Regions from separate parts of the Anser cygnoides genome. Here region 2 is linked to region 1. Evidence: chromatin contacts called from public Hi-C data. All regions are on one chromosome and are shown on one strand. The core of a region is the stretch at or near the end of the contact, and the rest is flanking DNA. Distances in the headings are between cores, read along the strand shown. Region 1 holds the start of DSTN (destrin, actin depolymerizing factor). Region 2 has its middle 15 kb from the start of RRBP1.

Region 1 (3,533 bases), core at 410-2,909:
TACTGTTGACTAACAACGAGGAAAAAATGATTTGCACAGCCCTCCGAAGACCGTGGAATCATTTAATCCAGTAGTAAAGCAAACCGAACCTCGTGGCAAGACAGATAAAAGCCGAAAATCCAATGTTCTTTTGATGTAAAGTGACGCCCTGCTGCTTGGCGTTATGGTACTCTGCCAAAAGGCCTACGCTCTGCCTAAAAGCAAAATCGTTTGCTGCAACTAGAACGCATCTAAAAACACAGGAACCAAAAAAAAAAAAAGCCAAAAAAACACACCCTGTTCTAAAAAAGATCACTATGAGAAATGCTAGTTCTGGCTGACTTGGGAATTGCCTGGTTCTGAAGCAAGATGCAGCCTGACACGCCGAGGAGTCATTTTAAACTAGGTTTGCGTACTGCAGAGGTGGCAGCTAGCTTGTTCAGACAAGCCTATTTTAAACAAGAGCTGCAAGTCTCGTCAGACTTTTCAGCAGCTTCATCTGCAACTCCCATTAGCTCTGCTCCACGCTGCAGCCCGGCCGGGGATGCTTCAGCTGGGTTTTATAGGAAGCAGGGAGATTACCAGCACATCCTGCGCGCTGGGGCCGTGCGGGGCGGGAGTTTATCCACGAGCTGTGCCCTGCGTCGGGGACACGAACGGCGAATGCTGCGGGTGGGCTGCGACGCCCTTCAAAAGCTAGCGGCGAATAACCTAACGGAGGGCGTTAAGAGACGCCGGTGTTTGGTGCCGGAAAGGCAAGAACAGGGCGGTAATTAGGGCTGTGCGAGCTAATTCATGCCAATTCATCAATCTCAGCCGTGCGGGTTAAACGGGGGGGTGGGGTGATGGGAGGGGGCAAACTTCGCCTTTACCCCCCCCCCCCCGATCCGCCCACACGGCGCCGGGGCACAATGGCCGGGCGGCTCTCTGGGGGCGTTTCTCCCCTCACGGCCGAGGCAGGGCTCGCACCCTCCTCCTCCTCCTCCTCCTCCGCCAGGCTCCAGCGGCCTTGGGCGCCCCCCCACCCCCTCCCCCCGAGGAAGATGGCTCCCGCCGCGCGGCCGGATGCGGCCGGGGGCAGCCGCAGCTTCCTGCCGGGCCGGGCCGGGCCGGGCCGTACCCCCCCCACCCCCCGACCTACAAAAGCCCCGGGGGGGGGGGGGGGGTTGGGTGCGGCCGCGCCCTGCGGCACAGACAGGGAGCGCTGGGAGGGGCCCCGCGGCGCGCTCCGCTCCCCCCCCGCGCCACGAAATGGACGCGCTCGGCCCCCCGCGCGCGCACGCGGCGCGGGCCGTACCATCGCGCCTCCGGGGGGGGAGGGGGAAGGGGCGCTCTGAGGGGATGGAACGTACCACCGCAAAGCGGGGGGGGAGGGGAGGAACGTTCCACGGCACTGATGCGGGGGGGATATGGGGGGGGGGGGGATTCCGCCGCCTCACGGCGCGGCGCCCCGAGGGACCGGAGCCCGGCGGGGAGCCGCCGGTAGGCTCCCGGGGCTGTGGGGTGGAGGGGGGGGGGCGCCCCGCAGGTCCCTTACCATGGCGGCGGCGGCGGGCGGCGGAGCGCGGTGCGGCGGCGGCTGCTCCCCTCGGCGGCTGGGCGCGGCGCGGGCTCCGGCGGCAGGAAGGGAAGCGGCGAGGGCGCGAGCCGGGCGGAAACGCTGCCGACGTCACGGCCGCCGGGCCCGGAGGAGGAAGCGGTTGCTATGGTGGGAGCCCCGCGTGGCAACGCCCCGCTGCCTCACTAGAGACAGAGCGCATGCGCGCCTGCCGCCCCCCCGCTCCGTACGCCCCCTGAGGGGGGCGGGCCGCCCAATCGGAGGCGGAGCCGGCGGGTGATGGATGGCCGGCCGGCCAATGGCGGCGGGCGCTGAGAGAAGAGGGGCGGGGCTACCTGCCCCAAGGTGTGCGCGGAGGGCGGGGGGTGCGTGAGGGAATGAGGGGGGGGCAAAAGGAGGGGGGGGTAAAAATGGGGGCGTGAGGGGGCAAAACGGCGCGTGAGGGGCCAAAATGGGGGCAAAAAGGGGGCAAAATGGGGGTGTGAGGGGGTAAAAAGGGGGTGTGAGGGGGTAAAAGGGGATTTAGGGGGGTAAAAGCGGGGGCGGGGGCGGCTGTGAGGGGCAGGGAGCGATCGTGAGGGGAGGCGGCCGGGTCGAGGCCGGGCGGGGGCGGCGGCGGGCTGAGGAGGCGGTGAGGGGGAAGTGGCTTCGCTCGCTCGCCTTTTTTTTTTTTTTTCTAATTTTTTTTTTTTTCAGGGTTTTTCACTACCTACTTTGGTGCGATCTCAGCCAGCCACTCGTGATTGGCTGGCGCCGGCCGTTGCCGCGGCGAGCCGAGGAAACCCTGTGCATCGCGCCGGCCTCCAGACAAAGCACCCGGCGCCCGGCCTCCGCTCCTGGGGCGCTCGCCCCGAAATGCTGCAAAAAAAAAACAACAATAAAAATAATAAAAATGTTATCGTTTCCTTAACGTTTCTGCGCGATGTGTTGCGGGGCTTCTGTAAGCAGGCTGTTCGCTGATTGCTGAAGCGTCTAACGTGAAAAAGTAGAGGTGGTTTGGCTTCGTTACTGGGTGCGGCGATGCTCCCGGCTTGAACTGCCATGAATTGATGAGCAAAGAACCCCCAGCATCAAGCGTGTTTGTTGAGCCTCTCTCTCTGTGCCTGCTTGTAAGCAGAAAACAAAGCAAGATTTGTGTGGCTGTTTTCAGGGCTGGCGTACGAGGCAGCAATATTTCTGGCTTACATCTAACATAAAGCATCAACAACAAAGGTGTAAGCCATACCTTACAGTTTTTATCCATATTCCCCCGTTCTAGTTACACACATAATTTTTTTTTCTAACCTCCTTGCAGCATACCCCCGTCGTTTCCCTTTTTAGATGCTGTTGTGCCTGCTCACTTGAGATATGGGTTGCTGAAAGATCGCATATTGAAAATGCATGTGTTGAAAAAGCAGTCCTGTTCCGGCAGGCTCTTTTGTTGGGTGCCTTGTGCTGGCAAGGGGTCCCTTTTGCAAGAGCGTTTGTTTGTGGTGAAATTAAGTGGTACTGGTGAGCCTTTTGCTAGACTTAAATGGCAGTGGGTGGGTTGTTCCTCCCTATGCTCCTTTCTGATGTATTTAATCAAGGAATGCTAAATTGGGAGCAAAGTCTTTGTCTTTGAAAGTAAAAAGAATTGAGTGGGAACTTTCTCTTTTTTTTTTTTTTTTTTAAATGTATGGTTCTAAAATAAGTCAGGTAAAATGCCTCTGTAATAGAGCACCAGACCTACAAATGCATTTCTCCAGACAACCCTTTCTGGTCCTGTATTTCGATGCCAGCTGTTGGCACGGTGTGGGTGAAAGCTACAGCTCATTGGTGCTGGGAAGGGAAAATTGAGGCACACACTGGCTGCCAGAGCCTCTGCACGGTGCCATAGCAGACCTCCATCTCTGGTGGCATGAGACTGGGACCCGGGGCAGCTGTGCTTTTTGGTTTTACTTCATGTGGGCGATTTGTCTGTGGTTGTTCTGAGCTTGCTCTCGATAATTCGGTTTCACTATGAGAGAGCGGGGTG
Region 2 (3,533 bases), core at 606-3,105, 55 kb before region 1:
TGCACCTGAAACTGTGGCAGAAGAGCAGGATGCTATGTTTTAAATGCCCCCTGCATCAGGCATTATGAGCTAAGATTTAAAGTGAAAAAAGATAGTACGCCTCTTTGTTGCGGGAAATAGCTTGCTAGCAGCCAAATAGGGACGCTGAAGTCGGGCTGACAGGTGAATTAACACCGCTACTAGCCACCCTTTTAGTTCTTGAAAGTACCAGGGTGTATTTTTATCACCAGGGTTTTAGGTGTTTTAGGCCTGAAACCACCTCGGAGTCTGAAAGTCAAGCCCGCCCTGCCAAACCACGCAGCTGCGCTTGGGCAGCCAGACGTTGAGAAAGGAAAAGCCACGTAGCTAGAGAATTCAAACAAAAGCTGTCATGGTTCCCCAGCTGGGGAGATACAGCAGGGCTGGGGAGAAAATGGTCACTGGGGAACGTCGCTGCTCTGCCGAAGAGGGTTTGGGGGGATTTGGTGAGAAGAAATATCCGGTTCCTGCAGTGACAGGGATCACGGTCTGCCAGGATTAATGCCATCTTGTTATGACTGAGGTGCTCTGGGGTCGGATGGTGCATGGTGTCTGGGCAATGAAACGTGAGCTCTTGAGAGAAGAGGGGAGTTTTAATCAGGAACCGTGAAATGGTTCGCATTTGCCGAGCCATTTGGGGGAAAGAGCTGACTTTTGGATAAGAGACAGATATGTGGAAAGATCTGTCTTATAGAGTCCTCTTTCTGGGTTTCTTGGCTGTCTGTGCTGCCTCTGTCTGTGGCACAGATTTCAGCTGAACTAATCCTGTAAAAATGCTGCAACATCCTCTTAATTCCCTCTAAACCAGATTTTCCTCGGGATAACCACAGCAGAGGCCTGAATCAGTGCAGTCTGTGTTCAGACGTTTCCCGTTGCCTTGAATCACAGTTTGGATGAGCTGAGCTGAGATGCTGGGCAGGGAGCTGGAAGGGCTGGTGGGTCTCATGCTCTCCTGCCACCCTTTGATGGGGCAATAAATTTGGCTGGAGGGCCTGTGGGATGGCCAGGCTTTTTTTTTTTTTTTTTTTTTTTTTTTTAGTATGTAAAAATAGAAAAGAGGGAAAAAAAAAAAAACAAACAACCCTTAAAATTCTTTCTTTCCTTGTCCAGCTTTCTACAGAAACAGCAAGGAGAAAAAGTCCCAGGAGAGCAGTTGCTTGAGGCATAGGCAGGGGGTCCATCCAGATTTGCTGAGTCCAGAGACAAGACACAAAACACATCGCACCAAGCCCCTGGTTTCTTCCTCTTCATGCCATAAAGAACATTTCCTTAAGTGAGAGCACCGTGCCATGCAATTTGCAGACCTCCTGCAACAAAATTTAGAGGGGAAGAAAATCCCCCAGTTTCCTGGGTCCTGAGGGAGCAAAAGGTTTAAACCCAAAGGTCTGCTAAACCCATAGGGCTGATGTTCCTACATCAGGATCTGAGGCTGCTGGTTTTTCATGGTGCTGGGACACAGCTGGAGGAAATCCCATGGGACTTGTAAGGAAACAGAGAGGGAAGAGACAAAGAGAAGATGGAGAAAGACAGAGGACAGGCTGATTGAGATGATCAACATGTAAATGTAACTAAAAGCTAGCGGGCATGTCAAAAACACGTTCCCTGGCATCTTGTACAACCTCCCATGATTTTACAGAGACAATATCCATGGTTTATCGACAACAGCAGGTGAGTACAACCGTGAGACTGCTCTGGTGCCTCTTAATCCCTTTAGCACAGCTCCAGGCATCCTGAGGGCAATGTTATGTGCGTCAGCACAGCAGGACTATCATCCTATGAACAACCTCATGTCCTTCTACTGTGAGGACCAGGGCTTTCACCCAGAGCTGAGGCCTGCTTCTCTCACTCAGCTGGTTGCCTTGCTCTGCTCTGAGAGCACTGGTCAGAAGATACACTTGCCCCTCAATGCCCTTCAGATGTTTTAAGGAGTTGGGCTGAGCCTGGTCAGGCATGGAAGGAGGGTTGGAAGGAGAATGGCCAGGCGGGTTTCTGGGAGCCATCCCCAGGTGGGTAAGACTTGAATCAAACAACTCCAGGAGAATGTGGACTGGGAAAGGAAAGGTCATGTAGAAGCCCAGGAGGAACCTACAGGTCTTCTGCCTACAGAAAAGAGAAATGACAGTAGTGTTGGAGATAAAAGCTTTGTCTCCAGCTAATTAACAGTGCTGATTCCTGCTCGCCGAGCCTAGACGGGCCTTTCAGTGAAAGTCTAAACATTAACAAGGCAAGTGGTGTGCACACAGCGAAGCAGCTCAAACACGGCGTGGGTGGCATGCTGGCGGGCGTTCACACGCAGACACAAAGGAAGGGGTCCTCCAGTGTTCAAGGCTGCCTTCTATCGCTTCGTCAAATATTTGTTTGCATCTGTGACCTTCCGGCATTCCCATCATGGGGGTGATTTCGCCTGCAGGTACGCTGGCAGCCACTTTGAATTACAGCAGGGACCTGTAAGCAGGGCATGTCAACAGAAATCCTCGCAGGTGGGGTTCCTCCAGGAGGTCTTCATTCCTGCAGAACCCAGCGCCAGGCCCTGGCAAAATTTGCCAGTGCCCTGTGACAAGGCTCTCAAAAGTGCTCTTCTCTTCAGAAAGGTTTTTCTGAGGTAACGTGGTGCCAGAGGAACCTCTGGTTTGGTGCAGGGCAGCGCTGCAGCCCCGGGGACGGAGCTGCCCCAGGCCGCTTCAGCTGCAGGCCATGCGGTGCAAGGGGTGAAGGGGAGCCGTGCGCCGCCGCCAGCGATGGGTCAAGGGCTTCCCTGCTCTGGGCTGCTGTAAGCTCAGCCTTTTAAAACACCGCCACGCCGGCCAAAAGGCTCTTTCCACGTGTTGGGAAGGCAAATAGAGCCGAGCACCAGGGAGCAGGCAGAACTGGCCTTTAGTTGCCAGCTCTTCTTGGCTGGTCAGAGAGGATGTTTCCTGAGACCTAATGTACCTCCCACTTTTATTTATTTATTTTCGTCAGGGTGCAGAGCCGGGGGCTGGGGTAGGACGTGCACAAACTCACCGTGTGTTCGGCATCGCGCAGCTGCCTTAGGGAATTCTTTCCCCTCCCCTCCACCCAGGCTGCCCCTCCTCATCTCCTGGAGCTGCAGCCGGCTTGGGAGCAATGCCACCGCAGCGCTGGGACCCGGGGGAGGTCCTGCCTCCAAAAATAATTCTCTGTCTGCCCAGTATCCACTTTATTTATTTATTTATTTTAAGCTGGATCTGTTCCCTGATCAAACCCGTGATAGGGTGAGCTGTGGTGGGTCACTGGGGAGGGGAAGGTGGCATTTTCCTGCACAGGCCCTGGATATTCCAGCACAGGATGGCCTGGTTGGCCATCAAAAGCCCTGCCAGACTCAGAGCAGGGGGACAGAGCACCAAAAATGTTGCCTGATGCTCCTCAAGCAGCAGAGGCTCACGGAGCCTGCGGTGCCTGGTAGACAGGCCCTTGTTATTATGCCCCAATGACAAGCTGCATCCAAGGAATGTCGAAGAGCATTGCTGATGTTTGTGAGATAGCCTACAGGCTCA

The links. A called contact is a pair of places that touch in the nucleus more often than the background predicts.
Region 2: a contact with region 1 is called in a Hi-C map of liver, with 3 times the contacts expected there. The contact joins the enhancer-like site here to the promoter of DSTN in region 1. A contact is called at or near these places in 2 of 7 Hi-C or Micro-C datasets (both in liver).

The regions. Positions count from the first base shown.
Region 1 is chr3:14,998,817-15,002,349 of Taihu_goose_T2T_genome, reverse strand. DSTN (destrin, actin depolymerizing factor) reads right to left here and starts at 1,659. Exons shown (of 4, transcript XM_066993538.1): 1 at 1,517-1,659. The coding sequence starts at 1,519. It overlaps LOC136790336 (a long non-coding RNA gene), which reads left to right and starts at 1,745. Exons shown (of 2, transcript XR_010830066.1): 1 at 1,745-1,882; 2 at 2,234-2,447.
Region 2 is chr3:15,054,108-15,057,640 of Taihu_goose_T2T_genome, reverse strand. No RefSeq gene overlaps it. Among named protein-coding and RNA genes, the nearest start is that of RRBP1, 15 kb to the right of the region's middle. Within about 2 kb of position 1,855, at least 2 of the 3 cell types and tissues checked have open chromatin away from gene starts, as enhancers often do. A contact at or near this core is called in liver, where this site is marked.